2 separate regions of the Mus musculus genome follow, and region 1 is linked to region 2. The links are chromatin contacts, called in public HiChIP or PLAC-seq maps. All regions are on one chromosome and are shown on one strand. The core of a region is the stretch at or near the end of the contact, and the rest is flanking DNA. Distances in the headings are between cores, read along the strand shown.

Region 1 (2,758 bases), core at 259-2,758, 300 kb before region 2:
CTGCGATTCTCTTACTCATCTCCAAGTACCCAGTGTCTTGTCTGTACCTCCCTGGCAGCTTTGTCCCCTAGAGCAGGTCTGTCACCGTGGTTCCTCCTAGGCCTATCTGATCTTTAAAGCCCTGTGTCTGCACTCTAGGTGGGCTCTGTGGAAGAGTTCCAAGGCCAAGAACGCAGCGTCATCCTCATCTCCACCGTCCGAAGCAGCCAGAGCTTTGTACAGCTGGATCTAGACTTTAACCTCGGTTTCCTTAAGAACCCCAAGGTTGGTAGGCTTGTGGGTGGCGTGAGTCCTTCCATGGGGCCTGTCCCTTTGATGACATCACCGCTTCCTCCATCCAGAGGTTCAATGTTGCTGTGACCCGAGCCAAGGCTTTGCTCATCGTAGTGGGCAACCCCCTCCTCCTAGGCCACGACCCAGACTGGAAAACGTAAGTGTTCCCAGCCCCCATAGTTGCTCTTAGCCACCGTGAGCCCCAGCCTGGGGCAGGTTTGTCCTCGACAAGCACTGGCTTACTTCTCCCTTAGTCCTCAGAGCTGTTGGTGTTAACAATGCCCACCCTGTATTAATAAGTGAGGTGGAGCAACTCTGCCTCAGATGTGACAGTGCCGAGCAGAGGCCGCCAGACTCGGCTCCTTGGCAGTTCCCCATGCATGCCGATGTTCTGAACCCCACAGGTTCCTGGAGTTCTGTAAAGAAAACGGGGGATATACCGGGTGCCCCTTTCCTGCCAAACTGGACCTGCAGCAGGGACAGGACTTGCTCCAAGGTCTGAGCAAACTCAGCCCCTCTACCTCAGGTATGGATGGGCCCTGCTGGGCCAGGGAGGTGAAGTGTGGGAAGCCGGCAGGATAACCAAGGATGTCTCTTTTTTTTCTCCCAGGGCCCCGCCGTCACCAGAATCTCCCCCAGGAGCGGGAGGGTGAAGGGGGCCTGCCCTTACAAGTGGAGCCAGAGTGGAGAAATGAGCTCTGAGGCCACAGCCGCCCGCCTTCTCACACCAGCCAAGCCTTATTGCTGCCTATCCCTGACCCAGAACCCAGCTCTCCTGTCCCTGCAAGAGATGGGAAGGCCGGGAAGTTTACAGCCCAGACCATTCCGCCCCTTCCTCTGCTAGGGAAGACAACCCAAGCTGCTAAAACTCGGAGGAAGGGGGAGGAAGAAAGCTTTTTTTTTTTTTTAAACCCTCTCCTTTGCAGTGCTGGGGATCGAACCCAGAGCCTCAAATATGCTAGGCAAGCACTCTGCCCCTGAGCTGCTTTAAGAAAAACAAAATGCTGTTCTATGCAAAAGCCTCTTGCGTGTGTCTCATCAGCCTGGTCTTGCTTCCTGTGCCCCCAAGATGACCCTCCAGGAGGGTTTCTGCCTAGAGCCACGCCCCTTCATAGCTGCTTAGCGGGGAGGAAACCCGATGGACAGGGAACCAACCCACAGGCATCTATGTTTAGCCAATGGTCCAGACCACTCCCCTCACCCACCCAGGCAGTCTGCCAAACATGACCTCATCCTGTACTAGACTCCACCCTGTCCCCTGCTGCCTCCGCCCCCAGCCCTGCCTCAGCAGACAGGGGCCCAGCCTAGCCAGCAACTTGGAAATGAAGAGGAAAAGATGGGACTCCAGGCTCACAGCCAAGGTAGGCCAGTAAAGACAGGAAGCTGCCACACACGGTGCAACCTTTGACCTTTATTCATGTCCCCACCAAGTTAAGTCAAATAACAAGGCTACTACCCAAAGCAGAAACCCCAGTCCCTACCCTAGACTCCTCCTGTGAGCCAAAAATATATAAAGTGCTGGTGTGTAATATGGGGAAGGCCAGAGGGACTAAGAGCCCCACCCCCTGGACCACCGCTTCTGGAGGAGGAGCCCTGCTCAGGAAAGGCAGGGCACCAGCCCGGTTCCCAGAGGCAGGGAGGAAGGGCCTAGCAGCCCCCACTTGGGGCTGGGAAACTCATGCAGTCCTGGGCAGAAAGGAACCAAAAAAGAAACTGGCAGCATGGAGTCCTACAAGGATGGCGTGGGGGAGGGTAACTGTACCCCTGGGAAGGGAAGGGTGGGAGGGTTGAGGAAGCTTTGGGGAAGTCAGAGAATGGGACAGCCCCTCCGGCGCTTATTCTTCCGGACCTGTAGGCCCGCCCGAGTGGCCATCTCAAATACCTCCCGCACCCCTTCCTTAGTCTTGGCCGAGCACTCGAGGTAGCCAAAGGCACTGATCCTGTTTGCCATGTCCCGGCCTTCCTCAGATCGAACCGGCTCCTGATAAGACAAGATACAGGGTCAAAAGAAGGGGTAACTGAGCATCCTCCAGACTGGCCCTGCAGAATTCCTAGGTCCAGCTACCACGGCCAGTTTCCAGGCTGGGGACATAAGACCCAGGTTGCCATTGCAGAATTCTGTCTGATCCCTCCCCCGCCCAGCCTCACCCCTACGGCACCCATTCCCCCCCTGAACAAGTACCTACTGCCCAACTGACTTCATACTCCGTCTTCTCTAGTCTGGTGGCGCTCAGCCTTCTAGTGCTGCAACCCTCTAATACAGTTCCTCATGTTGTGGGGACACCCCCCCACTATAAAATTATTTTTGTTGCTACCTCATAACTGTAGTTTTGCTACTGTTATGAATCGTGATGTAAATACCTAATATGCAGGATATCTAACATGCAGCCCCAAAGGGGTCATGACCCACAGGCTGAGACTGTTCTCGTCTATACTACATAGCTACCAGAGTACTTTTACTAACAGAGACTGAACCCCCACCTAA
Region 2 (2,832 bases), core at 259-2,758:
CTGAGGTCTAGCTTCCACCACTAAGCTCAGTATATCTGTCTTCTTTCAGGGATTTGAGTCATAACCGGTTGTCTAACTGGAACAACACCTTGGAATCACAAACATTACAAGAAGTGTAAGTTATTTTTATTCATTCAATATTAAAGTCTTTAAAGTAACCTAATTATGAATTTGAATATTTTTGGTGTGTATTTGTGTGTCTGTGTGTGTACCTGTGCACTGTAAGTTCTTGTGGAGTCCAGAGATTAACATTTAGTATCTTTGTGAGTTGCTTGTCTGCTTTACTTATTTAAAATAATGCTTTTATTTCTTTTGTGAATTTCATATATTTTGATCATATTCTTTCTCTTCCTCCAACTCCTCCCAGATCCTCACATACTTCCCTATATTGCCAACTTCACATTCTCTCTCTTTTTTGTCTTTGTTTTTTTGAAAAAGGGTTTCACTGTGTAGCCATTGCTGGACAGGAACTCACTTTGTGGATCAGGCTGGCCTCAAACTCACAAAAATCTACCTACCTCTGCCACCACATCCAGCACTCTTTCTTTCTCTTAAAAAACAAAAACAAGGGGCTGGAGAGATGATGGCTCAGGGGTTATGAGCGTTGACTGCTCTTCCAAAGGACCAGGGTTCAAGTCCCAGCACCCATATGGCTGCTCACTGCTGTCTCCAAGATCTGACACTTTCACACAGATATACAGGCAAACAAAACTCCAGTGCATATAAAATAAAATTAGATAAAATAGAAAAGAACAAAAACTAAACAAGCAAGCAAGCAAACAAGGAGTCTAATTTGTGTTGGCTATCTCTTCCTGAGCATGGAGCCTTCCCTGGCGTATGGTTGATAGACTCAGTATCACTCCACTGAAGAAAACAGATTTCCTCTCCTAGCAGTTAACCAATTGCAAATAGCTTTTTGTCTTGAAGTGGGACTTTGTGCCCACTTCCCCTTGGGGTTTTGTCTGGCTTGAGCTTGTGCAGGTCTTGTGCTTGCTGTCACAGTCTCTGAGTTCGTATGTGCATTTGCCCTGTTGTGTTGAGAAGACAGCTGTTTCCTTGAAGTTACCCATTACTTCTGGTTCTTAGGATCTTTCTGCCTCCTCTTTTTCATAGACCTCTGAACCTTGATGGGAGAGGTTTGGTATAGATTTTGCATTTAGGGCTGAACATTCCAAAGTTCTTTCTTTCTGCACATTGATTAGTTAATTACCATTTACTTCAAGAAGCTTCTCTGTGGGGCGTGGTATCGAATGCCTTTAATTCCAGCACTCGGGAGGGGCCAGCCTGGTCTACCAAGTGAATTCCAGACAGCCAGGGCTATACAGAGAAACCCTGTCTTGAAAAACAAACAAACAAACCAAACCAAAACAAAACAACAACAACAACCAACGAAACCAACAAACAGCTTCTCTGATGAGGGTTGAGAGAGACACTGATGTATGTGTATAGCAATATGTCATTAGGAGTTGTTTCATTGATATGCTTATTTAGCAGAATAATAGTAGTGGATTTCCCCTTAGGGCCTATGACCTAGCTTCTTGGCCTCTTCTACCTTATTTTTTGAAGCATCATCTTTGAAATCTGTACTACATAGACTGGTCATTGGTCATCAGGGATCCATGTAGCTCCACTTTCCCACCTCAGTACTGGGTGTACAGATGTGTGCTGCTCTGTTCAGCTTTATATTGGTTTTAGGGATCCAAACTCCGGTCCTCATGTTTGTACAGCAAGAGCTTTACTGCCTGGGCCATTTCTCCAATATGAATTTGGGAATTTTTAATCTAGAGTTGCTGTGAAAAAAATTGAAGGAATTGAAGGCTGGAGATATGGCTTTGTGGTAAAGAGCACTTGATGCTCTTTCAGAGGACATGAATTCCATACCCAGCAACCATGCGAGGCAGCTCATAACTACCCTACTATCCTACTACTGAGCTACACCTCTATCCCACCCTTTAAAAATTTTCTAAAATTAAAACATAGTTGCATCACTTCTTCAGACCCCCTTTAAAAAACTTTTTATTATTTTATGTGTATGGGTAGTTTGCCTGCATGCATGTCTGTGCATCACATGCATGCAGGATTCACAGGAAGTCAGATACCATGGAACTGCAGTTAGAGACAGTTGTGAGTTGCTGTATGGATTCTGGGAATCAAACCTGAGTCTTCTGGAAGAGCACCCAGTACTTTTAACCATGGAACTCTCTCTTCAGTCCCTCAGTATCTTGCTAAATAGCTTAGATTGGTTTAGACCATACTGTGTAGGACAGGCTGGCCAGTGGACCTGTGCATCCTCTTACATGCGTCAAAGGACAGGGGTTACTGGCACGTGTTATCATATCTGGCACAAGCCTTTGTAATACTGATTTTTCTTTTTCTTTTTTGTTGCTGTTGATTTGTTTTTGTTTTTTGTTTTTGTGACAGACTTTCTGTTATATACTTCAGACTGATTTTGAACTTACATTCTCCTTCCTTTCCCTCTGAAGTAATGGGATTACAGATATGCTAGAACTACATCCAGTATGTAATGCTGACTTTAATGGTAGATCATTACTATGAAGCAGCACATTAAAATTGCTAATTTCTTAGAGCTGGAGAGGTAGCTCAGCTTAAGCACACATACTGCTCTTGTAGAGGACCTGAGTTTGGTTTCCAACACACACATTGGGTGGCTGCCACCTTAACTCAAGCTTCAGGGGGTTCAATGCCACTGGTTTCTGAAGGCACTGCACTTAAATGTACACTTAAAGTCCTAAAAATATCGAATTTCTCAAAGTTATATATACTTAGTCTCAGTCATAGGCCCTTTCAAATTTGGATATATTAAGATATTAG

Evidence for each region. HiChIP or PLAC-seq counts read pairs in DNA pulled down with a chosen protein or histone mark.
Region 1: an H3K27ac HiChIP or PLAC-seq map of embryonic stem cells shows a contact between it and region 2, with 6 read pairs. The contact joins two enhancer-like sites. A contact is called at or near these places in 2 of 39 promoter capture datasets (cranial neural crest and hippocampal neurons), 4 of 115 datasets of contacts at active chromatin or transcription factors (acute myeloid leukemia, embryonic stem cells, pancreatic cancer cells and 1 more) and 2 of 9 other capture datasets (adipose tissue and liver).

What each region holds. Positions count from the first base shown.
Region 1 is chr3:104,793,366-104,796,123 of GRCm38.p6, reverse strand. Rhoc (ras homolog family member C) reads right to left here. Exons shown (of 5, transcript NM_007484.2): 5 at 1,665-2,254. The coding sequence ends at 2,081. Mov10 (Mov10 RISC complex RNA helicase) reads left to right here. Exons shown (of 20, transcript NM_008619.2): 17 at 139-264; 18 at 342-430; 19 at 678-799; 20 at 884-1,292. The coding sequence ends at 975. Among named protein-coding and RNA genes, the nearest start is that of Rhoc, 5.7 kb to the right of the region's middle. Within about 2 kb of position 1,508, at least 157 of the 459 cell types and tissues checked have an H3K27ac peak or open chromatin away from gene starts, as enhancers often do. A contact at or near this core is called in embryonic stem cells, where this site is marked.
Region 2 is chr3:104,494,772-104,497,603 of GRCm38.p6, reverse strand. Lrig2 (leucine-rich repeats and immunoglobulin-like domains 2) reads left to right here. Exons shown (of 18, transcript NM_001025067.2): 2 at 50-115. Among named protein-coding and RNA genes, the nearest start is that of Lrig2, 16 kb to the left of the region's middle. Within about 2 kb of position 1,508, at least 12 of the 459 cell types and tissues checked have an H3K27ac peak or open chromatin away from gene starts, as enhancers often do. A contact at or near this core is called in embryonic stem cells, where this site is marked.